Linked DNA regions of Mus musculus: all the other regions are linked to region 3. A link is a contact called in public promoter capture Hi-C data. All regions are on one chromosome and are shown on one strand. The core of a region is the stretch at or near the end of the contact, and the rest is flanking DNA. Distances in the headings are between cores, read along the strand shown.

Region 1 (5,365 bases), core at 2,161-4,660, 370 kb after region 3:
CTTCCCAATGCTTATCTGATCTAAAAATATGTAGGTAATTATTGGGTAGCTTGACTTTTCTTCATGCACTGTGTATTGAGACAGGGCCTTGTGCATGCTAGCCAGTGCTCTACCACTGAGCAGCGACACCTCCAACTCTGTGTGATATGGTTGGCATTTGCACAGCTATTCCAAACTCCTTTACCAGGCCTGGGGAGGCCTCAAGGTGAGTACAGAATAGAGGAAGAGTGCTATGCATTTTAGAAGCAGGGATAGAGAAGTCAGGCTGAGAGAACAGGCTGGGAAAAAGCCCAGCTCTGAAGTGTGCTCTGTTGTTAACAAGAGGCAGGTACCACATATGTCTGCAGGTACTTCAGTATCAGTAGCCTGGGCAAGAGGAGACTCTCCACTTGGCTATGGGAGAGAAAGCAGGGAAAGAGGACAGGAGAGGCTGGAAGCCATTCACTCTTCTCCCTTGATCTATCAGATGGGCACTCATAAGTCTAGGAAAGGTTAAATATTTTTGACCATTTCCTTAGCTTTTTTTGGCTAAACTAAAAGTAGCACTGTGAATCATGTCAAGAGGGTATGGGGACACTGCCACACTGCTGTGGGAATCAGAGAGCCTGACCATCTCCTCTGCACTAAGCCAGTGCTAAGAACAATGGTGGTGTGATAAATGGCTGGCGCTTAAGCCAGCCTGAGCTACCTCATTAATAAATGGCTGCCATGAGCAGGCTTTATCTAGGTTCTTTACATAAATGATTACTACCAAGACTGGCAGCCAGAATCAACCAGATGTTTTACTGGCATTATCTGCTTAGATCTTCCCAGCTTCCTGAGAACAGGTCCTTGTCTGCCAGAACCCTCCAGAAAAACAACCCCGGGAGGGTAGTTACCACCACTGTGAAAGGGGAGACTGAGGAGACTTCAGAGCCCATTAGAGTCACTTTCTGCCCCTTTGGTGTTACTGGCACCTTCTGCCTCAAGGGACCCTTTCAAGGACCAAATTCTGGCTCACACTACTAAGTGCATACCTTCCTTGCCGTCTCAAACTCTAGTCCTTCTAGAGCTTCCATGGCCAGTTCACGCCAATCAGCGTCTGTCACTCCCAAGCAAGCGATCTGATATGCTTCTTTGAACATCTTCCTATCGAGGTACTGGTACATTGGAGCGGACTGCAGGGTTTCAGGGAGAAAGAGAATAGTTCAGAGTAGTCAACGAGTCAGATTACAACCAGATGTTCACAGTGACATCACCAGAAACACCTACCTCAAGCTTCTGCCATCAATCAGCATCTTTGCAGCCTCGCCCTGGCCACCTGGGTACCTTCTTTTCTGCTACCCCTCCTGCTGAGCTCTCTGCACACACTTTTGGCTGTCATTTGCCTTCCTCTTTCCTAGGTCTACATAACCCTAATATATCATCTTCTCTGGGAAGGATTTACCCTGCCCACCCTCCCACCCCTCATGGAAAATGCCTACTTGGCTTTTTAAAGCTCTCTTAACAGGCCCCTCCTGGAAGCTCTCCTCATGCCCCAAGAGAAGGAGTCTCAGCTGTCCTTGGCCTCTGTGTAGATAAACCTTGTGCTGTACTCCATGTGGGTCTCTGGGGTGAAGCCCTGCTCAGCCTGTGGCAGCAGCGGGGCTCTAGTCACTCCCAGCAGTTCCTCCACCAGGCCAGAGGAACAAGTTCACTGACCAGAAGGGAGAGATCTGGGATGGCCTCTTCTCAAAGGCTATGTCTGAAAGGAGCACGGATATGGAGTTTGCTCCAGACAGCCCAGAAAACTCTGAGGACCAGTCTCTAGTGCTAAAGATCAAGATGCCTGGCTGAGAATATCTACAAGCATTCCCTAGTGACTTCTTTTTTAAGAGTATAAAGACTGTTGCAGTTGTCCAAAGAGTCCTGTGTAAGGAAGTGTGATTACCTTTGAGAACACCCCAGGAGAGGGAGACTCCTGGAGCAGACCTCACTTGTCGGAGGACACAGACCTATCAAACTAAGAACCTGAGGTTAAAGCAACAGGTGACCTGATGTTCTTGGTCCTGTGTTCCTTCTTGTCGTGTGTGTGTGTGTGTGTGTGTGTGTGTGTGTGTGTGTGAGAGAGAGAGAGAGAGAGAGAGAGAGAGAGAGAGAGAGAGAGAGAGAGAACACATGCATACACATCAGGCTAGAGCTGAGCTGGGCCTGGCATCTGTAGCAATAAAGGCCCTGTCTAGATTTGAGGCCAGTCAATACGCTTCAGGGACCCTTGTCTCCCTGCCGGATTCCTGGGCAGTAAAGATCAATCAGCCAGTACCCCTGTACTAATGGTTCTCAAATGTGAAACCGGAAGTGCTGTCTTCTCCATTTGGGGCCTTTATCTTTGACATTTCTGGTTCTTTTGCCCCCCTTCAGAATTAAAAGAAACCTTTTTCCTTTCAAGCTGATCTACCTCTGACAGCAAGGCACAGTTATTCCCAGGGGCTTGTTTTCCTGCGGTAACACACCATACACTTCCCCTCTTACTGTAGGGAGGCAGTGGGCCACGAGACTAGGAGCAGCTGAGACTCTGCCAGGCTAGGCTTCTGTGGGTTGAAGTGGCACTCTGAAAAGGGCAAAGGACCCATCTTCCTGGACACAGGCGTCCTCATCTCCTTACGCCTTCCCAAATCCCACCTACTCTGCCCTCACAATGAGCTCTCTTCTCTAGACTCCTCTGGTCCACTTTAGCTCTGTTTTGTGGCTTTTGATATTTCACGACTGTCTGTAATAAGGAGGAATAATAACAGGAATCTGGGCAGGCAAAACCTGAAAACGGGTGTAATTAACCCCATTTCACAGTGGCAAAGCCTGGAATCTTGGCTGCTCGGGGGGGGGGGGGGGGGGGATCACTTCAGCCCTGGAGTTCAAGACTAATGTGAGCAACATGGCAAAACAAAACCAAAACAAAACCCAATGATCCTATTGCACAGAAAAGAAATGAGGCCTCAAAGAGGAAGATACGGTGTTCAGGATGCAGCTGGATCAGGTTACAGAACCAGAATCCAAAACCAGGGCTCCAAACTACAGAACTTCCTGTGACAACCAACCTCCTCCATGACAAGGGAACATTAAAACGTTGCACAAGATCAGCTGATCGTACAGCAGAGAGGTACAACCTGAATGAGGATTTGAAAAGCATACTAATGAACCAGTCCCCTCTGAGCACACCCTTATCTGGCTGCTGTATTCCAAGCATGACATCATGGAGCACAACTCAGGTTTACTGCTCTACTTGGCAGCTCGGACACACCAGTTCTTGCACAAGATGATACAAATTTCGAAAGGAAACCAAAAATCCCAAGAGCAAAAATGGGGCTTTTTGCCTGGTCTGGAGGCCCAAACCACAAGAAGACTAGAGGCAAGGCGACAGATAAACAGCCTTTGTCTCCAGATCGCCTTTCCCAATGCTTGGCAGCTCTGGCCTGCTGCATCAGCAGGAAGGCTGCTGCAACCAACAGAGACTTTGGCTACTGACTCTTGGGGCTCTGGCAGAAGGAGCCCCAGCAGACCCTCTGGCTCCTCTTGGTTGGCTAGAATCAAGGAGCAGCAACTGCATTTATTTTTGAGGTTAGGATGGCAGTCTAGGGAGAAAACCTTTTAATAAGCAAAGCCTGTTTGGCAAGATGAGGAAGAGTGGGCTCCTAGCAGATGTGGTGCTTGGGTTTAGGATGCTACTGCGGAGCAGATAAGGACAGCACGGAGAGTCACACAGGCAGGCTGTCCTCAGCTGCCACCACACGTCCCATCTCTCACACTCTTTTTTCCCACTGTTCATTCCCATCAGACTTCACTGCCATTGCTTGAATACTCAGTAAGGAGCAGGAGCTGATGTGGACACTACTGCAGAAAAGCCCTGCAGCAACAAGTAGCAAGGGCTTCCATGGCTCCAAGGAAGAAGAAGACAGAGTCTGCAGGCCAGGTGTATGTAGGCAGGCAGACCAACAGCATTCTAGAGGAAAGGCAGTCTAGAACATATGAACATCTTTCTATGGACAAGGCCTCTGGCCCAGCAATTTCAGTTCTTGGAATTTGTACTATGTCAGGACATACACAAGGAAGATATCCACTATTTGCAAGAGTAAAAAGCTATGGGCAGCCAGGCCTGGTGACTCACACTTTTAATCCCAGCACTCTGAGGCAAAGACAGAGGAGACTGCTGTGGGATTGAGACCAGCCTGGTTCACACAGAGTTCCAGGGCAGCCTGGACCAATACTGAGACCCTGTTTCCAAAACACACAAAGAAAAACAAAAAGGCTGTAAGTAATATAAATGTAGGTGCCGGTGGAGTAAGCTATGGACTGTCATTGATAGAAGAGCTGCATTCATTACAAACAAAGCTGGGTACACAGCAGGGAGGGCATGGGGGCTTGCAGCAGGAAGGTACTCCAGACTGCACGGTGGAGCAAAGGAACAACTGCATTACAGTCTTGCACATTACTACCTAAGGGGAATTGAGCAACATATACAAGGAATCTCTTGTCCCTTCTCACACACAGATGTGAGCCTACAATTGTCTTCCTGTTTGAAAATCCTGGTAAGTGTATTCACTGACATGGCACAGCGTTTCCAGTAGACTGACTGCTGAGCAAAATGGCAGATTAGTAAGTGGGGTGCTTGGTTTGGGCAATTGTCTTTGTTGTTAGTGGGGTTTGTTTTGTTTTTTGTTTTAAGAAAAAGTACTGTGATGTATCCTAGGCTACCTTTAAACTTGAAATCCTCTTGCCCCATCCTCAAAGTGCTGAGATTATAGATAGGTGTCAACCACACTGCTAGGTCAGATTGCTAGTCAATAATTCGTCAAGGGGATGAGCCTGGAATAGCTAAATGTCATGTTAAAAGAAGATGGCACAGGAGCTGGCAAGATGGCTGAAAGGTAAAAGTACTTTGCTGCACAAGTGTGACAACCTAAGTCCAACCTTCAGAACCAACAACGGGAGAAACAATGCCAAAAGTTATTCTGGGACCTTCGATCATAGGTGCTCACACACACAAACTTTAACACATTTTAAAACAGATGATGGCACAAACTGATTAAAGGCTCCATTCTCTTGCTTTTGGTCCATAGTCAGTACAGTCAGTACAGTAACATGCCTGGGGTCTGGAGGGACGGTTCTGTGGCTAAGAGAGGACCCATATCACATTCTCAGCACCCATGTGAGGTGGATCACAACCCCCTGTGACTCCAGCTCTCTTCTGTCCTCATGTGCACCACACATATGCATATATGCACACATACACACACATTTAAAACAATAAAATATTCTCTTGAAGATAGGATGCTGTGGTTCAAGTTTCTCCTTAGTGTTTGCCTTGGTGAGAATGTCTCTCACTTTACGGACAAGCAGACAGGCAGCTATA
Region 2 (4,966 bases), core at 2,025-4,524, 430 kb after region 3:
GGCTTCATTGGGTACCTTAGCACATGTGGCATATATAGATATAAAGATATACATAAACATAAAAAAAAAATTAAGTCCTAATTACTTAACACTTTTTTTTCTTTTTGGTTTTCCGAGACAGGGTTTCTCTGTGTAGCCCTGGCTGTCCTGGAACTCACTCTGTAGACCAGGCTGGCCTCAAACTCAGAAATCTGCCTGCCTCTGCCTCCCAAGTGCTGGGATTAAAGGCATGCGCCACCACTGCCTGGCTACTTAACACTATTTTAAAATGTAGTTTGAAAATTAAATTATATCTCCTCCTCAAGGCAATATTACTCAAAAATGCATAGTATTCCACCCCATTTTTCATTAATAAAATATATTTTTCATTAATAAAATATATTCACCCATGCCAGTCATCATGGTATACTACTATAATCCTAACACTTGGGAGTCTGGAGAGAATCATGATCAAGGCCAGCCTGGGCTATATGGTAAGACCCTATATCAAAAAAGAGCAAAAAAACAAACCAAAAGATCCACTAGTGGCACACACACAGACAATGAGCAGATGGGCCTTATAATGTATATGTGATGAAAATACATACACAGTACCTGGGATGCTGATGCAAGAGGACCTCTGAATTCAAGGCAGCCTGGCTTATGAGAGTGTGAAGGCAGCTTTGGTTACACAGCAAAACCCTGTACAAAAAATACAAACCAAGTTTGTTGGACTAAATAAGCTATGTCTGCAGAAGTGTCTGTCTGTCTTGTTTAATGGAATTCTTTTTTTTAAAGATTTATTTGTTTTATGTATATGAGTACACTGTAACTGTACAGATGGTTATGAGCCATAATGTGATTGTTGGGAATTGAACTCAGGACCTCTGCTTGCTTCTGGCCCTGCTCTGGCCCCGCTCGAGTATATGGAATTCTTAAGATCCTAATATACTTATGAAACCTATCACTTTGTATTAGGTAGTTAATAAAATATTTTTATTAAAAAGTAAGGTCCCTTTGGCATTGTGTTCTTGACCACTTGCATTGGCTCTGAGGAATTTTAGATTTGCCCTTAATATCCCTGTGCGAGTGTGGCTTATGGCTCCATTGCAACTCACCCTTTAACCCTGATCCTTTGTGAAACCTTCTCTCTCCCAATGTTTGGTGCCATTTCCATGGCAGGTGGTATACCATCATGGTTCTAGTTCCGACGATCAATTGTCATTCTAAGGTTTGGTTTGAAAATTAAATCGAATGAAGGCAAAGTAAACCAGCTGTCAGGAAGCTATTTGTCGTAGGATAGCGAGTGGGTATAGGCAGATGTGCTCTGTTGCAGGCTAATTGATTTTTCCTCTGGTGAACAGGTGGCAGCTGTGAGAGGGATGCTGGAGGTGGAGAGATCATTGGTCACAGAGTAGTCAGGTTCAGTTCCTAGCATGTCTATGGAGGGGATCTGTTGCCCTCCTCTGGGCACACAGGTCGTGTGTATACATGCATGTGAAATAAGTTCACATAAGTGTAAAGAGATGTGATGTGGCAGGAAAGCTGGCCATACCTCCCACTTCACAATAACCCTTAATATTTTCACAAACATCACAGGAACACACATAAGTGCAGAGCTCTGTGCTGGGGAGGGAAAAGGATGAGAAGGCTCTGTAGAGACCTCCCAGGAAGAGAACAGTGCTAACAGTATGGCAGAGAAGACAAAGTGAGGATGGAGATCCAGACACAAGCAGGTCAGAGTCCAGAGAAATCTTTGGATGCCTGGGCCATGGCCAAGGTTAGGTGGCAAAGCAAATTTCCCAAATGTCAGCTATGAGATGAGATAAGGCTGCAGGGCAGGGCCACTTAACCCCCCTCTCCCTGGTCGCCTTGAAGGGGAGCTCTGTCTGGCCAATTGCTGGGGTTCCAGGGCGACTCTTTCTTTTCAGGAGATAAGGTTGCCTGACCTCCGTGCCTTCCCTCGCATCTCAGTGAAACCATGGTGCCTTGTCATGGTTTTGTAAGTGTTCAGAGGCTGTGGCTCAGAAGGGCCAGTAGAAGCGAGTGCCTCGGGTTGTGGGGAGTCAGGAGGATGCTAAATCTAGTGAAGATGGTCCCCAGCACAGAGAACTTGTTCAAATGTTGATCTTTATTTTGTGACCTACAGTTTAAAATGTTAGAATCAGGTGGGTAGTTCAGCAGTTGAGTTTTCCTGGCATGCCCAAGGCTTAGAGCTCAGTGCCCAGCAGTACAAAACTTTTTCTTTTTTTCTTTTTTTTTTTTTTTTTTGGAGACAGGATTTTTCTATGTAGACCAGACTGGCCACCAATTCACAGAGCTCCTCCTGTGTACTACCATACCTGGCCAGACCACATTTTTGTAAGTGTTTAATTAAATGGTTTTGTTTTGTGTTTAACACATTTACAGCCACTAACACTAGCTAACTCAAAGACATTTCTGAGCCTGGCGTGGTGGCACATGCCTTTAATCCCAGCACTTGGGAGGCAGAGGCAGATGGATTTCTGAGTTCGAGTCCAGCCTGGTCTACAAAGTGAGTTCCAGGACAGCCAGGGCTATACAGAGAAACCCTGTCTCGAAGAAACAGGTGTAAGGCCTGAGCCTGAGTCTGGATTCTTCCGTTTACTAGACTCCTCCATGTAGTGTGGGTCATGTATCTTTCCATGCACACCCCATAGTTCACCTATTAGTGGAGATTTCAAAGGTTTATTATTAGGACTGGTTCTAACCTGTTTCTGGCTTTGATTAAAGATAGGCTCTCATTGAGTGGCTCTGGCTGGCCTGGGACTTATGTAACACAAGCTGGCCTCAAACTTAACGTCTATCTTCCCGCGCTGGGATACAAGTGGTTGCCACCAAAACTGTTGATTCCAGACCATAACACCCAGTCATAGCACCAAATACCTGTCTTTTATTTGACCTTGACTGACTAGGATTCTCAGAACCCAGGGTAGAGTTATGATACTTTTTTTAAATGAGAAAAGTGAAGCCTGAAGATAAGATCTGTGAAGGACCTGCAGCTTACAAGAAAATAGGACATTTTTTTTTTTCTTCAGAATAGGGGGCCATGGGAAGACTGGGACATATGTATGATTTCCCAAAGGAGGCACCAGCCAGAGCTAAGCAAATCGCCGAAGCTCCTGACTTCCGGGTTTGGGAGGTGGAAGGGAAGAAAGGTTCTCCCGCCTCCTTCTTGCAAGTGGAAGCGCTCAGCCAATCGGTGTAGGGCATCTATAGTCATGACAACAGAGGCTTACTCTCAGCAGGTTGAGCAGCCTTTTGCAAAACCTGAAGCTTATTTCCACCAAACGGCTAAACTGGGGGCGTACTTCATAACGCCATCTACAGGAATCCTCCGGCTCCGGGCGGCAGAGCTGTTGGAGAGCTCCAGGATAGGCTAGAAGCCTCATTGTGCCGTCTCCATTGTGGGATAGGGAGTTCCAGAAGGTCACAAACGGCCTGGATTCCTATGCCCGGACCGGACCTAGCTAGAGAACCCGGCTGAGTCACGTGACTTGGAATCAAAGCCAGGCTCTTGCGCCTGGGAACCTGCATTTTTCTCAGTTGGGCAACAATGCGTTCTATATTGAAAAAGAGACCTGGAGAGGAGACAGTCAGCTGTCTGCCCCCAAACAAGTGCTTGGCAAAGGTTTGCAATTTGAGAGGTGGAGGGTACAAACAAACAAGAAGAGTTGGATGCCAGAAGACCCATGCTCTCCGAAAACCTCCTCCCCACCCATCTAATGCTTCGCAGTGGGATGCTGGTCTCTCTAGCCACCTTTCCAAAGCACACAGTCAGAATGTGGCAGAAACCCTGGCCAAACATAGTGGGAAGCAAAAGAAATCATCCAGGTTATGGGAGGCCCAGAAAGCCGAGGAGAGAAAAAGTCGTGTGACTTTCGGCTTGACGATCACAGACGCTGGTAAGTGACAGTGCTCTTCATGGAGATGGAAAGTGTCTGCAGGACCTGGTTAGATGAGACTGGAACCAGGGGACACGTTTAATCTTAGTCGTGGACACCTAAGACCCTGTAAACTATAGAAGTGAGATGTTTTCAGAACAACTAAGATGGCATGGTTGTGCTGGGATGGGGGTGCTCAGCACGGAGGTGAGTGGGAGAAGCTGCCTGGTGTAGAGTGTTGACACTTAGAGGAGTGACCAGGACAACAGGATGAGCCCAGGATGACGGCCAGAAAGGAAGGCAGCAGCTGAGGTGTGAGTCAGGGAAGGAGAACAAGTGTGTTTTCTGAGGCGAAGTGAGGGCTCTAAGGCAGGTGCTCCTGGGAGACACACAAGGGTCAGTAAATGGGGTCTTATCCAGCATTCGAGGCCCACAGTGACGTTCTGGGAATGTACAAACAGAAGCAAAGTCAGCCAGTGACATCAGAAAGTGTACCTGTGCATGCAGGAGTGGAAATTCAGCGCTTTCTCTTCCAACTCCACCATCTCTTCTAATGACAGGATGGTAGCCTCAGCCTGTCACTGCTTGGTCATAGTCCTGAAGAGCACTAGAAAGAAGTGGTGTGAAAAGTGAGTGGGTGGTAAGCAGGCCACCTGTCTGCAAGAGGGTGGCTGGGATAACACCTGATAGGCTAATCACTGTTCTTTGCCGAGAAGAGAGACAAGGCTTCAAGGCAACTCTTATGAAAGAAAACATTTAATTGGGGGTCTTGCTTATAGTTCCAGAGGCTTAGTTCATTATCATCATGGCAGGGAGTATGGTAGCAGACAGGTATGGAAAAGTAGCTGAGATCCATACCCTGATACACAAGCTGAGAGAGAGAACACCTGATGGGGGCTTTTAAAACCTCAAAGCCACTAGGCACTGGTTGTTAGCCTTTAATCCCAGCACTCAAAAGACAGAAGCAAGAAGATCTCTGAGTTCAAGGCCAGCCTAGTCTACAGAGGTAGTTCTAGGACAGCTAGGGCCATACAAAGAAACCCTATCTCAAGAAAAACAAGACTCAACGCCCACCCCTTGTGACA
Region 3 (4,925 bases), core at 768-3,267:
TGTAAGGGAGGGACAATGTCTCTATCACTCACTTCAGCCGTCTGCACACATTAGCGTGCATTAAAGGTTGTTCAATGAAATTCAATTCAAAACAACTCCCTTTCTCCACTAATCCTTAGATTAGAGAAAATTAACAGTCAACTATATAGTCATAGAAATGGCACAGTGATTATACTGTGGAGGGATACTGGTTTCCTCTGGAGTCACATTCTGATTCACTACGCCAGAATTCTTATAAATCATGATGAACACGTATACACAGATACTTCTACTGTAGAGGGGAGTTTTCATAGTTCTAATATAAAACATTCTTAGGAAGCTTGAATTATGCAGATAGCTAACGCTCCTTTAAAAAAAAAAAAACGGCATCACAGGAAGAAACATTGTTGCTAAGAGCACAGTTGTTCTGAGTGGAGTTGCACAACATATGAACTAATGAGAAACAAACAACAGCAGCAACACAAGGACTGTGCTCCCAGTACTGTGGGTCAGAGCTGCAAGAGTACACTACGCAACAGTGGTACTGTTTGTATTTCACTACTCACTCTTACATCACTCATGGTAAATGTGAAGCCAGGTGATAGGGTATTTCCTAGCACATATTAGGCCCTGGGCTCAATCTGCAATTTCACAAAAACAAAACAAAACAACAGCATTATAAGAAGAAAAAGAAAAAAAAAACAGCATTATAGTGAAATACGCATAGGCAACATGTAATCCTTCAATGCACAGATCTGAAATGAGACTAACGTGCCTATAAGTAGAAGAAAATCAGCACAGCAGTAGGTGCATCATCAGTGGTACAAGAACTCCCAAATGAAGTTTGGTCCCAGTTAGTGGCATAATTTCCAATACACAAAAAGAACCGAGGGTGGTGACCATATCTGAAAGCAATTGTGTTGCATACTTTTTTGTTTGGTTGGTTGGTTGGGTTTTTGTTTTTGTTTTTTTCGAGACAGGGTTTCTCTGTATAGCCCTGGCTGTCCAGCCCTGGCTGTCCTGGAACTCACTTTGTAGACCAGGCTGGCCTCGAACTCAGAAATCCGCCTGCCTCTGCCTCCCGAGTGCTGGGATTAAAGGTGTGCGCCACCACGCCCGGCTGTGTCATACTTCTCAGCAAAGGAAATTAATGTAACAAGACAAAAGGTTGTGCTGGCCGGCTAAACCACAGCAGAATATTACATGGCCTAGTGGAAGCTCAAGTGGGCCAATGACCTAGCGTACTAAAACTGGGTCCATTGAGGCCTGCAAGCATCCTCAAAGTGGCCCGTGGTATGCATGAATGAGCACTGGAAAACCAATTGACAATAAAAACGTATAGTGATGTTTAATAATATAAGTAAATAAAACGATGATTAAATTGCTAATTTATCTTGAAAACTGTTAGAGAAAAATCAAAGTGAATTTCCAACATTTCTTTCATCTTTTGAAATGTCTAAAACCAACCAACAAAAGCGGCAATAACTGCACTCAAGGGGTAATTTCAGTACCTTGGCCTTTGCTTCCTTCTCGTCCACAGGAACTTAGTCACACGACGAGTTAGTTTTTAATTTTTCCCCCCAACATAAATATACCCACAATATGTTGCAGCCTTTTAAAAAGGTGACTCTTGTCCTTTTACAGATGTGTGAAAATCGAGCTACAGATTAGAACCACACTCTGGCCTAGGAGCGATGCACAAGTGCGGGGGTGCTGCCCTGGGGCCACAACCAGCAGGGACCACACTCAGACCCAAAGTCGGGTCAGCAGCACCCCGAGCCACGGGTACGACCAATTTGTCCGTGAGTCCGTAGGCAGAGAAGCACGGGTGTGACCAGGCTGCAGCTGAGGCGGGCGCACCGGGGCAGCGAAGACGCAGCAGGCCCTTCCACCACCCGCCCTCCCTCCGGGCCGCGCCGCGCCCCGCCCCGCCGCGCCCCTCACCCGCTCGCCCTCCGGTGGTCGCGTCCGCCCGCTCGCTCGCTCGCCTGCCCGCAGGCGGATAGGAGTTCGCGCGCCCGAGACGCCGGCCTACGCTGGCCCGCGAAGCTCCGGTCCCGCCCTTTGTGACACCGCTCACCAATCGCCGATCAGCGCTGCCGACGCCCTCCAATCAGCTCGCGAGGGGCGGGGCCTAGTCTTCCGCGGCTGGCGGTTGCTCGGACGCCGGGGTCGCACGGGCTTTCAGGAAGGGTTGTCGGTTAGAACTGGCCCGTATGTTGACTCTTTATAACTGGTTGCAGGACCCGTCTAGGGCAGGGTAGGAGACTGGAGACGGGGCACAGCGTCTGGGAAGAGCCGGCACCAGAGTGGCTGGGGCACTTCTAAGGTTCTTTGGGGATAGGAGGGTCTTTGGCATTTGTTATTTACTCATGGCCTAGGACACTTAAAAGGATGTCCATGCTAGTCACCCTTTTCTTGTACTCCACGTTCTCCTAACATTTCTGACTCAGTTGTGTCATCTGTAAAATGGGAACATTTCTATATGCCTTTTGCATTTGAGCAACTATTTGAAGATTATAGGTCAAACAGTCTCAACCTGAGCTCAGATCCCGTCCTACTTTTGCTGTGCACCGAGCTGAAGTGGGATATAAACTGACTGGCTTTCTGACTACACATGCCTTCCAACTAGGTTGGGCCCCTGCTGCTTCGGTTCCTTCATAGGAGGTTCAACTCAAGTGTTTTACCAGGAGGACTGCAGAGGACCATGAAAGCGCTCCCTCATAGTCAACTTGCAAAAGAACCCTGGCCCTGATCAGTCTTCTCCCACCCTCTCATTATCCTCCGAGACCTGAGCCACTAGTCTCCACAGTTTCAACTCCTCGGGACTGAGGTAGATGGTATGGTGAGGCCTTTTGTCAGCCTCTTGCTCTTAAACTCAGCCCATGACTGGGCTGATAACTTCCAACTCTATTGAGGCCAGAGCCATGATGGTAACATGAACAGAGCCTAGGAGGACAGTGCCTGCGCAGGACATCGTGATCACTCACAGCACTCACGTGCTCTAGCATCCAGTGGATGCGCTTAAATTTTATTTTTTTAGCTTAACATTTCATAACCTCATCAAACCATACATCACCAGTCATAACCTACCATTTTAAAGGGCAGACAAAAAGGTCTATTCTCAACAACAATCTTGCAATTTTAGTACTGAAACCATTTACAAAGGAGGAAACAAAAGCTATGAGAGGCAAATTTTTGCCTACAGATAAAAAATCCCATTTCCTGTCACTTCTGAATTCTGACTGGGGTAGCCAGATAATGTAGCCATGATGGAGGCTGTGTTCCAATAAAACTTTCTGCACATTATTAAGACAACAGAGGACCACAGTTCCCCTTACAAGATTGCAGACCCACTTTTTGGGAATTCAGTAGAAAGCTCTTCTCATGGGCTTAGAACCCATAAATGCATAACCTTTCACGTGCTAGACCATCACAGCACCCAGACCCACCGACAGAGCAAACCCTTCAGGTCTGGTGCCTGACCACTGCTCGATCTGCACTCCCTGCCCACACATGAAGCCACAAAGCAGTGTCTCCTGTTAGCATGAGCTTCCATGCACTCTTATTAAGTAAGAACAAACCTCTGTGAAGCGTTTATTTTTTATTTGTAATTTTAAGCATAATTAAAATCAATGCAGAAAAATATCAGCTACATTGGGTAAAGGAAGTGAGTGAGTATCTGCTTGTAAGCCCGTGAAGACAGCGTTAGGAGAGCACGTCACTACGTGAAAAACAGAATGGGAGGGTGAACTGTGAAGGCCCCGCATGCTGCGCATGCTCTACTGGCTTCCGAAGGCATTCAGGGGGTCATCAAAAATGCTGGCCACTTTGTGCTCAGATCTTTGTTCAGATGCTGCCTCTGCAGATTGGCTTTTGGGTTTGGATGCTTTAGCCTGGAGGCCAGAGGAGAAAATGTCATCTTTAAAAAGAAAAAAAGAAAGATGTTAAGACAGGCAAACAAGAAAATGGGAACTTGAGACACATGCACACAAACTGTAAAGCCCAATTCTAATAACACACTAAGACCACCAACATCGAAGTCAAACCTCTTAGATTCTGGGCCTGGCTCAGTTGGTGGCACCCAACTTTTGTAAGGACATATGAACGAACATCGGGTTCTTTCTGAACATAAGTTTCTAGCTACAGAAGTGTGTCTGCACTTGAAGTCAGAAACAGGAGGGTGGAGCGGTTCTCCACCTCAGCGAGGGCCTCACCACCTGGAACTGCTCTTTCTCTCTTTCTGCCTTCTTTTCACTCTGGATTTTAAGAAGAGTAAGAATGTACAAACAGAAATCCAATATAGGATGCGCTCAGAGCGCACATCTCAGTGGTAAGAATGGAGTCTGGTTCCACTCATATTAGTGCTTCAGACTCAGCTTAGCTATGCTCTGCTGCTTACCACGTAATTTTATCAGCAGGGTTCTACTGCATCAAATTCATCCTGTGTACGTAAAGACATAATGAAAGACCATGGCATTATCTATATCAAACTAGAGATCTAGATTGTCAATGTGCTAATGGCTAACACAAAGCAGTATTACTCAAAACACTGAAATCAAACACATTTAAACTGACTGGAAGTAGAAAAGGTGCACTTGCTTACTACTATTCCTATGTAAATCACAGTCTTAGAGGATGCACAGCAAACTTAACACTGGCTAGCTTTAAAGCTTTAATCCCTCCACTTAACAAAATGTTCTAAATCGTATGACTGCCACATAAGCATGTATTACAATTTAATAATGAAAGAAAGTCATGCCTGTAACCCCAGCTAAGATCAGGAGTGCACAGCACAGGCAGCCAGGGCCACAGCAAGATCATGTGTCAGAAAATGAACAAAGGAAATAAGCAGCCCAAGTCTCTTGTAACTCTGTGCTGTAAAGACAGACATGTGAGGACGGAGCCCAAAGTCTGCCAGGGAGACAGAGTCAGCGTGGCTCTGC
Region 4 (4,892 bases), core at 1,634-4,133, 390 kb before region 3:
ATATGCAAAAGAGGACATGAAAGTGGTTAACGTCTCTCTTTTCCTAGACCCTTCCATCCTGAGTGTGGTCAGCTGGCTCCAGCCCATACAAGGGAGCAGATGCTGGGCCTTGAGTCCTGATTCTTTTCCAGTCTCCAAGACCACACCCACCTCTCTGAGAAGGGAAACCCTCCCGTCCCAAACTTCCCTGCTTGGTAGATGCCTCCAGGAGCTGACATTCTCTGGACTGGGGGAACTCAGTGCTGGTCTGGATTTCCAAAGCCTTAGGACATCCCGACCTAGCCAGAATAATGGGGTTGGACAGCTTTGTGATGTGCCCCCTTCTGTAACAAGGGCCTAGGTGAAGCTGGTGGGCACATGCAAGAAAATCAGAGATGAGACCACTAGACCCAGTATGTGACAGCCTGCAGGCTACGTGCTGCATTCTGTTTTGGCCCTGAGCATGAGAATTCTCTAATTCTCTGGTACCACAATGAGATTTGGACACTGGAGTCAAGATAGCATGTCCCCTGGGTACCTAGGTGACAATCCCTATGAAACACAGTAATACATCTGCTGAGACCTCATATCTTTTGTTGGGCCTCTGGAAATATATGCCTGAAGGTAGAGCATAGAGGCCAGGCCCTTCCTTGGATGCTTTTAAGACAGTGTTTTTCAACCTGAGTCACAGCCCCTTTCGGGGTTGAACGACCCTGTCACAGAAGCCACCTAAGAGCACTGGAAAGCTCAAAGATTTACACCATGATTCGTAACAGTAACAAAATTGCAGTTATGAAGTAGAAACAAAAATCATTTTATGGTTGGGGGGTCACACAACATGAGGAACTGTATTAAAAGGTCACAACATTAGGATGGTTGAAAGCCACTGCTTTAGGGGCCTGAGACCCTTTTCCTTGGTCCTTTGCCCTTGGTTTCTCATGAGACTGTGGCAGCCACCCAGAGTACAGCCCGCATCTCCTCATTAGAGCAATCTGGGAGGTGGTCACTCCACCTACACTCACTTTAGTCATGATAAAACCAAGACATAGAGGACACTGAGTCGCTTCAAAGTCACGGGCCAGCCAGACACAAAAGGTACCAGTCAAAGTCGCATTGTGGGAGCTAGACTGTCATCGCTCTTTAGAGGATGGGTCTCACTAGGAATTGCCCAGTCCCTGCAGACCTGCCAGGAAGTGTCCACCACAGGAGAGGAAAGCTAGAGAGAGCACAGGGGCCCACCATATCCTTTATGGGTTTTTCCTGGGGTAGGAGTTAGAGTTCATGGATCACTGGGAGGTGCAAATAGAGAGTACCTAGGATACTGCTGGGGCGAGAGCTGGAGACGGACGCTAAGGCCCGGCAGGACTTTCTAGAAGTCCAGCTTTTCAGGTCGGAGGTCTGGTGCCTGGGCCCTGGTTTTCTTCCCAGAGAGTGCTCAGGTACCCTGGCCTCACAGAGTCTCCCCGTGTCCTTGCCCATCTGTCTGGGCACATCCCAGGGATCTGAAGAACCAGTCCTGTTGGGTCGACCTCTCCCATCTGCCTGCTCTCCCTGTGACTTCCCAAAGAGCCAGTCCAGAGGGTTGTCAGTGCCGGGAGAGGGCAGTGTGGGCTGCAGGCTGCTGACGCAAAGAGAGCTGTCTCCTGGAGACTCGGCCTGGCGCCTCTTCTCTCGAGTCCAGGCTGGCCGGGAGGGTCTGTTGGGACGGCTCTGGGCTGTGACCTTGTCCAGCACTGAGGTGGGCTGTGCCAGCTGACAGATACACCTGACGTAGTCATCCAGGCTGGGGGACGCTGGGGGTTCCTGCCCAGCTGCCCCATGTGACAGCTCTTCTGACATTTCCCGAATCGTTGGCAAATGGGGCACGGGCAGCAGAAGCCGGGACCTCATAGCTGCTAATAAAGCAAAAGCAACCTGTTAGCCAAGAGGAAACCAGTGGCGAGCCCGCCATGCCACCCTGACACCCTCCTACTTCCTCTCCCTCATCGGAGATGCTACACGGGGCTCGGGTACCCAGAAAACAATAAGAAACCTGCAGATCTGAGACCAAGGCTCACCCCCCTGCCCCCACCCGCACTCATCCTTCCAGCTACCACCAAAGTACCCAGCTCACTAAGGCTTCATCATTAGTGTTGTTTAAGAATAGCCAGATAGTCGGGGCTCAGTGGTAAGGGTACTTATTCTTGCAGAGAGCCTGAGTTCAGTTCTTAGCACACACATAGTGGCTCTAGCCATCTATAAATCAAGTTCCAGGGGTCTGACTGGCATGTGTGTAGCACACATACATTAGTGTAGGCAAAATATCCATGCATATAAAATAAAATAAATTAATTAAAAATTTTAAAATGAAGAACGAACAGGTAAGAAAACGGGGGGGGGGGTATTAATGTGGGGTCAGAGAACACCTAGGTTTTAAACTCGTCTCTGCCACTTAATGACTTAGAGACTGGCAATGTCACCTCTCTAAACCTCTAATTACTTGTCTGAAAAATAGGGTTATAAACATCCCACTGGCAGGGATATATGGGGAAATTCACGGAGACATAGCTTTGACATCACAGCTCTCCTGTAAACACAAAGGCCTTGTATAAACACCTTATTATCATAGTGGTCGGTGGTACCCACCCCCCTGCTCTCTATCCAGTAGTCAGGCCGTGAAAGCTCGGGATGAGAGATGCTCTCAGAGATAAACTAGCCCCGTGTTTTAAAAGTGTCAAGCCAAAGGGTGGCTGCTCTTCTTACCTGTAAGTCAGCAGTCAGGGTGGCAGGAGTCTAGATGGGTAAAGACTGTCTCCTCTAAAGGAAGCCCCAGAGGCGGGCAGTCACAGCCGGGTCTCTAGCTCTTGGTCCCTGGGAAGAGGACAGTCAGGACGATGTGCTGTGGTTTCTTCCCCTGTGCGGTCTGGCAAACCCAACACACACTGCTGCTTTTACACGGTTCCTCCGGTCATCAATCATTGTCAGGAAAAGCTCAAAATAACAGCACTTTGGAAGGTTCTCAGGGGAAAGCACAGAGGGTGGGGCTTGGCCCAGCTGCCAGCCTGGAATTTGTGTATGTGCCTGCAGGAGGTTGGGAAATATTTACACTGTAGGGTGAGGTGTGGGGCAGCCACCTCACCTGACTTAGACAGCTTTACTATGGGTAGAGAGCAAAGCCAGCCTGGGGGTTCCTGGGACCTGGGGACTGCTGGAACCTGGGACCTCCATAGGACCCCCATGGGCTTCCACCCCTGTCTGGTATAGCACAGTATTTTCTACTATGGATTACCCCAGGACCTGTGATCCTGTGACACGCCAGCCTTGTGCTAAGTTTTGCTGAGTTCCAGGCCTACACTTATGATCATGATAACACATGAGGCTTGCAGGGTGAGGGACATCACCTTACACAAGTGCCGGGGCAGCTTGACAGTCTGTCTGACTTCTCTCATAACATCTCAGATACTTTCAAGGAGAAATTTGCTTGCCCGTTGTTGGCCAGGCATGTGCCAGTGACTGCTAATGGCATAGCAAATACTGTGGACAAATCACCACGTATGATGCCTGTTTCCCAGTGAGAAGGATTATGGAGTCATCAGTGGGCAGGCGCAGTGACTCAGCACTCAGGATGGCTGCAAAATAGAGCGCCGAAGGGCTGTGGAGCAGCAGAAGAGGGGGTGGTCCAGGTCAGGTGGGCCAGATGATACCAAAGCAAGGGCAAGGCACTATAGGTTTGAGTAAGGAGCTGTAGTGTGGCTTCTGCCAGATGCCATGCTCGGGCAAATGACAGCAGCTGTGAGAAACCAGGGGACTCCAAGGGTGATACCAACACAGTGGCAGCTGAAGGCAAGATGGACAGCCCTGGGAAGGAACCGGCTTTGCGTTTCTCAGGCCTCAGCGCCTCTGCTCACCTACCCTCAGAAGCGGGAGGAAGAGGAGTTACAGAGGGAACAGTACGTTCAGGTCTGATACATGAGGGCTGGACAGACACTAGCCTCCTGCAGCATGGTGAGCTGCTGGTCTTGTGTCTATGCATTCCAAGTGTAGCATTAGAGTCATGGGTAAAGGCATGGGGACATTGGAGATACTGAACAATGCTTAAGTCAGGTGACAATTCCCAACTTACACCTGAATGATTCCACAGGACTCCAGCCTTTTGCCTGACTGTTTAGGCAAACACTGTGAGGCCGTATCAGGAAGCTGTGTGTGGTTTTGATAGCCTTAGACTCTTCTCTCTGTGGTCAGTGAGGTGTTTGAAACTAGGCATGACTGTTAGCCGACCATGAGATCCACACTGTGAGTGGGGGTGAGGCCATCCCCACGTGAAGGTTCTCATGACATCCCTGTTTTCACGGGGGCTTTCCAGGACAATGAAGAGAGAGGAGACTCCATGGGGCAGTGGGTGGGGCATGATTTCACTTAAGTGTAGTGTGGAATCCAAAATAACTCAAATGCATAGAGGCAGAAAGAAGGAAGATGGCTATCAAGAGTGGTAGGGAAGAAAGAGAAGTAGGGACCCCAGTTCTTCCAGATGAATGAATCTTAGAGATCCACGGGGCAGCACCAGGCCCACTGCAATCCCCTGTGCTGTACGTTTAAGTAGCCATTAAGTATGTGAGTCTTCAGACCTCACTTAGCACACCCTTCACCACCATGCCTTAGCATCACTCCATAGCAGAGACCTAATCGCAGGCTTTGCTTAGCTTCCTGTTCCATGGATTAGGAAGCTTGGCTGAACTCTTAATTAGACCCCACGTCATCACCATCATCCGTTGTGTTCTCAAACATCTTCAGTGTGCGTGTTAGCCATCATGAATCATGGTTAGTAGGCCTATCCATGCCACCATCCAAGATGGGAACTGTGTGGCAAATAGATATGAAAAGAGATTAGTTACGGTTTAAGCGGTAACTGGATGTAGAACATCACTGAATAAATA
Region 5 (4,635 bases), core at 1,944-4,443, 460 kb after region 3:
TATAGGAGACGACCCTGACACACAGTCCCACATTCTGAAGCATAGCTAAGTGAGGCTGGCCCCAGGAACTAGATACCAGACCCAAAATCCAAATGCCTCCGTGGGGCTGGGCTGTAGCTTAGCAGCTGGGTATTAGCCTAGAGCACGTGAGGCTCTGGATTCTATCCCCAGCACCAAAAGGACCAGGCCAAGTGGGGGTGGGGGAGGGACGGAACGAGTCCTCTAGAACAGTGGTTCTCAAATTGTGAGGCGTGACCCCTTTGAGAGTTGAACATCCTTTTCACAGGGGTCGCCTAAGATCATTGGAAAATAGATATTTACATACAATTCCTAACAGTAGCAAAATTACAGTTATGAATTGGGAACAAAAATAATTTTATGGTTGGGGAGTCACCACAACATCAACTGTCTTAAAGAGTCAAAGGGTTGCAGCGTTAGGAAGGTGGAGAGCCAGGACTCCAGAGCTAGGATGGCACACGTCTTAAGTTTGGGTTTAAGAAGCAGTGCCTAGGCACTTAGCCACTCATTCACTGTATGATCTCGATTTCTGGCTCTCCAGGTCCTCACTAGTGAGGAGACTGGAGGAGTTGAGTGCTTTTCACACTGGACAGAGTGGTCACGGCTTATGTTCTCTGCTGAGAAGGAGCCCTGGGCCTGGTCCCTCTGCCACAGCAACCTTCCCTATGCCTTTTCCTTTTCCAGGAAGCTGAAGTTGCAGAGGTTAAGCCCCTCAGACACCCATCCCAATCACTTCTGGCCCGGTCACCTTCTGGACAAGCTGAGGCTCTACCTGCCTACTGTGGCCAAGGACCAGAGCCTGGCGATCTTCAGCTGTGTGGAACACAAGCCCCCTGCTTACCCTGCCATTTACCACTCTAAGAACTACTGGCCCATGAAAGACTTTTCTTATATGACCCATGCCTATTATGATGCAAACAAGGTGTACTCCATCAACTAGAGTGGATTGCAGGATGCTGGACCAGAAGACAGTGCAGCCAGAAGCCCCCAGCTGCAGTCATGAGATATCAACGAGCTATACGGAAAAAAAAAAACAAAACATTCCCAGGGAAGGTCCGGGGATGTGTCCCCTGATGCCACAGTGGGGTGTGGATGTGTCCACACACACATGCTGCTTTCCTATCTGTCATGACCTCTGCCGTTTTGAAATAAACTAGGTTAGAGCTGAACTAACCTTCACTAAACTAGCCTTGCTCGTGTGATTTCCTGCTTACGGGCTGGAAAACTTGAAGTGTGAGTATGTAAGAGACAGATTCCCCAGGACACCTCCCACCTCTCATCCTGGGATATTAATGCCTACAGGGACACAACAGACAGCAAGAGAGTCCTCTGTTAAATGAAGTAGCATGTCCTCAGCTGGGGAGGACTGAGGCCCCCAACCCCTGTGAATCTTCAGAAATCAGAGCCATACTCTCTAGTTCATGGGCCTTCTGTATAATTCACTCACTCACCTTTCTCTTTATGTAATGTACTCTGTAAGGTGCCATTAGCCACACACTTCCATGTTCCATTGGCCTTTACATAGCCTGTAGGCCAAGCAGCATTTGGGAAGGGAGGGCAAGACACAGACACAGGAGAGCAACAGTCCTGCCCTGCTGTTTGTGACCCAGCCACTCCAGACAAGACACTCTACTTACCTGGGTCTCTACTCCCCTTTACAGCAAGCACAAGGGTTGGGGCAGCATACCCAATTCAGCATTTGTCCCCACCTCCTGGAGCCACTGTCAAGATCACCAGTGGCATCTCTTCTGTCTGAGTTTGTACAAAGTTTGAAAATTTTTTAATTTAGTCTGCTGGGCAGTGGTGACACCTTACATCTCAGCACTTGGGAGGCAGAGACAGGAAGATCTCCAGCCAGCCTGGTCTACAGAGTGAATTCGACCACAGTCAGGCTTACACAGAGAAACCCTGTCTTAAAACAAAACAAAACAAAACAAAGGGTGGGACTGGGGTGGGGCCTGGAGAGATGGCTCAGCAGTTAAGAACACTGATTGCTCTTCCAGAGGTCCTGGGTTCAATTCCTAACCACATGGTGACTCACAACCATCTGTAATGGGATCTGATGCCCTCTTCTGGTGTGTCTGAAGACAGCTACAGTGTGCTCATATACATAAATCTTTAAAAAATGAGATTTATTCTATGTGATTGAGTGTTTTGCCTGCATGTATGAGTATGTACCACATGCATGTAGCGCCTACAGAAAAGGGCATCTGATCCCCTAGGGCTGGTGTTAACAAGGTTGTGAAGCAACGCTTGGTTCCTGGGAACTAAATGCCAGTCCTCTGAAAGAGCAACAGTGCTCCACCAAGCCACCTCCCCAGCTCAGGTTTGGTTTTATTTCCTCCTAAGATTATAGAGTTTTCACAATGATCTGTAAAACAAAAGATAAGCAAAATAGACTAAACTCGACCTACCTCTGCTTCCCAAGTGCTGTTATTAAAAAATGTGCACCACCACACCCAGCCAATAGACTATTTTCTTAGCAATATTATCAACCTATCACTTTTTTTTTTCCGAAACAGGGTTTCTCTGTGTAGCTCTGGCTGTCCTGGAACCCTCTCTGTAGCTCAGGCTGGCCTCGAACTCAGAAACCCGCCTGCCTCTGCCTCCCAAGTGCGGGGATTAAAGGCATGAGCCACCACCGCCCGGCTAACCCATCACTTATTAATACATTAGGTACATACCATAAGTAGAGAAGATTTAAACATACAGAAGTCGCGAGGAGGCTCAGTAGCACTTCATAAGCAGGGGTTTGCACATCTGTATATTAGGAAGTTTTAGGACATTTGCTCAACCAACCGCCTAAGGATCTTCGAAGAGTCTCTGTTTTGCTACCTCCCAGCCTCAAGGAGGCACCCTCGGGAACCAACAATTTAAAAAGCTATTGGGCTTCCACTTAGGGCGGAAATAAATGCCCACCTAGCAGGTCTTAGCTCAAAAAAAAACAAAAAACCCAAATTTCTTAAGTAGTCCCAAGAGAAAAATAAATTTTAGTTCACTCTAAGATGTTAATGTCTACTACAGAACACTAGTCCACTAGGGTTTTTTTCAGTATCATTTCTCAGGCACATCTTAGTTTTCTTTAGAGGACCCAGAGCCGGAAGTGCTTCCCTTTTCTCTGCCAGGACCTAAGACTCCGTCCCATCATACCTTGCGCGCCGCCGCCGCCTCTTCCTTCTTCCTCGGCGCTGCCTACGAGGTGGCTGCCATCTGTTTTACGGTGAGTCTGTATCGGCGGCCATCCGCCGCCCGCGGCTTCGACGGGACCCCGTCTCCGGGTGGGGAGGCCTCGGCGGCGGCCTCCGCACCAGCGTGGTAGTGGCGAGCGCGCGCGGGCCTGGCCACTGGCGCTGCTCCGGAGTCTGCCCGGGGGCCGGCATCGGCCAGGGCGGGCTTGCTGCCATGCGGCCCGAGAGTTTCGGACGGCACCCGCCGCTTTCTGCTTAGCTTGTTAGCAGCCTTTTTCTGCGGCGAATCCGAAATCTTAAGTCAGGGAGCTGCCGCCGCTCGCCAGTGAGCAGAAATGCTTTCTGAAGCGCAAGCCCGGCGGAGCAGGTTGTCTGCGCGGGGAGCAGAGAAGGCACCCTTTGGTTGGTGCTCTGAGACGACCGGGAGGGACAGACGGACTGGTGGCGTGTTAGGAGTGCATGGTGGCTTTGCGTATTTAAGGGCGCAACACTTCAAACATAACGAAGCTTAGTGGAGCGGGATTTGCCGCTCCTTCGCCACCAGAGAGACCTGGCTGGGGTTCTGTAAGATCGGTTGCGGTTCTTTGAGGTTCGGAGTGGGTGAGATGAACCACTGACCTCTTGGGATCGCGTCTGGAGAGTAGCTAGTATTCTTCCAGCTTCGGAAGCAAGAGGGAGAGCAAGCCTAGCAGAGGTACCCATTCCATTCCCAGTTTGCTCGGTAGCTGGTGATTGGAAGACACTCTGCAACATTACTCACTGAAGGCCTGAGACGCAGCCCCACCTCCCAGTTTCTTTACTAACTTGGGTCTGACTTTTGTCAAAAGGCATCATGGCTGCCCTCCGGCCTCTGGTGAAGCCCAAGATCGTCAAAAAGAGGACCAAGAAGTTCATCAGGCACCAGTCAGACCGATATGTGAAAATTAAGGTATGTGGTTCTGGGGTGGGGGTTAAGACCTGAGCACACATTTCTCGTTATCGCTTGTCTCTGCATTTTAAAAAGTTCATTTTAAAGATGACACTTTGTTTTATATTTATGCGTTTGAAGGGCAGGGAGAATCACTTTAAGGAGTTGATTCTCTCCTTCCTGTCTTGTGGGTCCAGGTCAGATTTAGTTTGTCTGACAGCAGGCACTTTTAAGTCATCTCTGCACCCTGACCCTGTATTTTAAAGATCTTTGGGGTTTTGTCTGCACACCAGGCACATGCATGCATGGAATTGAACCTCTGGAAGAGCAGCCAGTGCTCTCAACTGCTAAGACCTCTCTCTGGGCCTGCAGATCACCTGTTGGCTGGATGGGCATGCACACCCAGCAGTTCAGCAGTTAACTGATCCCTCCTCCCTACTTAATTGCAATGGAAGATGATGTTGAAATTCCAGTGCAAGTGCTAGGGATGGAGCCCAGGGCCCTGTGCATGCCAGGCAGACA

Evidence for each region. Promoter capture Hi-C pulls out the DNA fragments that hold promoters and counts their contacts. Capture Hi-C pulls out chosen DNA fragments and counts their contacts.
Region 1: a contact with region 3 is called in a promoter capture Hi-C map of pre-B cells, with 3 times the contacts expected there. The contact joins the enhancer-like site here to the promoter of Zfand4 in region 3. A contact is called at or near these places in 9 of 39 promoter capture datasets (the C10 cell line, the HPC-7 cell line, HPC-7-derived erythroid cells and 3 more), 1 of 15 datasets of contacts at CTCF or cohesin (large pre-B cells), 7 of 484 Hi-C or Micro-C datasets (B cells, ECoMG myeloid progenitors, embryonic stem cells and 1 more), 6 of 115 datasets of contacts at active chromatin or transcription factors (the NIH/3T3 cell line, bone marrow-derived macrophages, embryonic stem cells and 2 more) and 4 of 9 other capture datasets (adipose tissue, embryonic stem cells, liver and 1 more).
Region 2: a promoter capture Hi-C map of liver shows a contact between it and region 3. The contact joins the promoter of Efcab12 here to the promoter of Zfand4 in region 3. A contact is called at or near these places in 7 of 39 promoter capture datasets (the 3T3-L1 cell line, the C10 cell line, the HPC-7 cell line and 2 more), 2 of 115 datasets of contacts at active chromatin or transcription factors (large pre-B cells and pro-B cells) and 2 of 9 other capture datasets (adipose tissue and liver).
Region 4: a promoter capture Hi-C map of liver shows a contact between it and region 3, with 3 times the contacts expected there. The contact joins the promoter of Depp1 here to the promoter of Zfand4 in region 3. A contact is called at or near these places in 4 of 39 promoter capture datasets (the 3T3-L1 cell line, liver and stem cell-derived epiblast-like cells), 2 of 484 Hi-C or Micro-C datasets (both in liver), 4 of 115 datasets of contacts at active chromatin or transcription factors (T-cell acute lymphoblastic leukemia, embryonic stem cells, pancreatic cancer cells and 1 more) and 3 of 9 other capture datasets (embryonic stem cells, liver and macrophages).
Region 5: a promoter capture Hi-C map of liver shows a contact between it and region 3, with 2.5 times the contacts expected there. The contact joins the promoter of Rpl32 here to the promoter of Zfand4 in region 3. A contact is called at or near these places in 5 of 39 promoter capture datasets (the 3T3-L1 cell line, the C10 cell line, pre-B cells and 1 more), 5 of 115 datasets of contacts at active chromatin or transcription factors (cardiomyocytes, effector CD8 T cells, embryonic stem cells and 2 more) and 3 of 9 other capture datasets (adipose tissue, liver and pancreatic islet).

What each region holds. Positions count from the first base shown.
Region 1 is chr6:115,895,271-115,900,635 of GRCm38.p6, reverse strand. Ift122 (intraflagellar transport 122) reads right to left here. Exons shown (of 29, transcript NM_001167763.1): 15 at 1,017-1,157. Among named protein-coding and RNA genes, the nearest start is that of Rho, 34 kb to the left of the region's middle. Within about 2 kb of position 3,410, at least 85 of the 459 cell types and tissues checked have an H3K27ac peak or open chromatin away from gene starts, as enhancers often do. A contact at or near this core is called in the NIH/3T3 cell line, adipose tissue, granulocyte-monocyte progenitors and 2 more, where this site is marked.
Region 2 is chr6:115,836,720-115,841,685 of GRCm38.p6, reverse strand. Efcab12 (EF-hand calcium binding domain 12) reads left to right here and starts at 3,274. Exons shown (of 9, transcript NM_001110506.1): 1 at 3,274-3,902. The coding sequence starts at 3,554. It overlaps Mbd4 (methyl-CpG binding domain protein 4), which reads left to right. Exons shown (of 8, transcript NM_010774.2): 8 at 1-989.
Region 3 is chr6:116,261,311-116,266,235 of GRCm38.p6, reverse strand. It overlaps Zfand4 (zinc finger, AN1-type domain 4), which reads right to left and starts at 2,017. Exons shown (of 10, transcript NM_001309446.1): 1 at 1,924-2,017. It overlaps Washc2 (WASH complex subunit 2`), which reads right to left. Exons shown (of 31, transcript NM_026585.3): 31 at 3,565-3,901. The coding sequence ends at 3,762.
Region 4 is chr6:116,648,675-116,653,566 of GRCm38.p6, reverse strand. Depp1 (DEPP1 autophagy regulator) reads right to left here and starts at 2,883. Exons shown (of 2, transcript NM_145980.2): 1 at 2,722-2,883; 2 at 720-1,874. The coding sequence starts at 1,869. The coding sequence ends at 1,252. The region is part of intron 3 of Rassf4 (Ras association (RalGDS/AF-6) domain family member 4); the gene reads left to right.
Region 5 is chr6:115,807,301-115,811,935 of GRCm38.p6, reverse strand. Rpl32 (ribosomal protein L32) reads left to right here and starts at 3,193. Exons shown (of 4, transcript NM_172086.2): 1 at 3,193-3,238; 2 at 4,034-4,134. The coding sequence starts at 4,039. Snora7a (small nucleolar RNA, H/ACA box 7A) reads left to right here and starts at 3,833; the gene lies at 3,833-3,961. It overlaps Efcab12 (EF-hand calcium binding domain 12), which reads left to right. Exons shown (of 9, transcript NM_001110506.1): 9 at 703-1,207. The coding sequence ends at 958.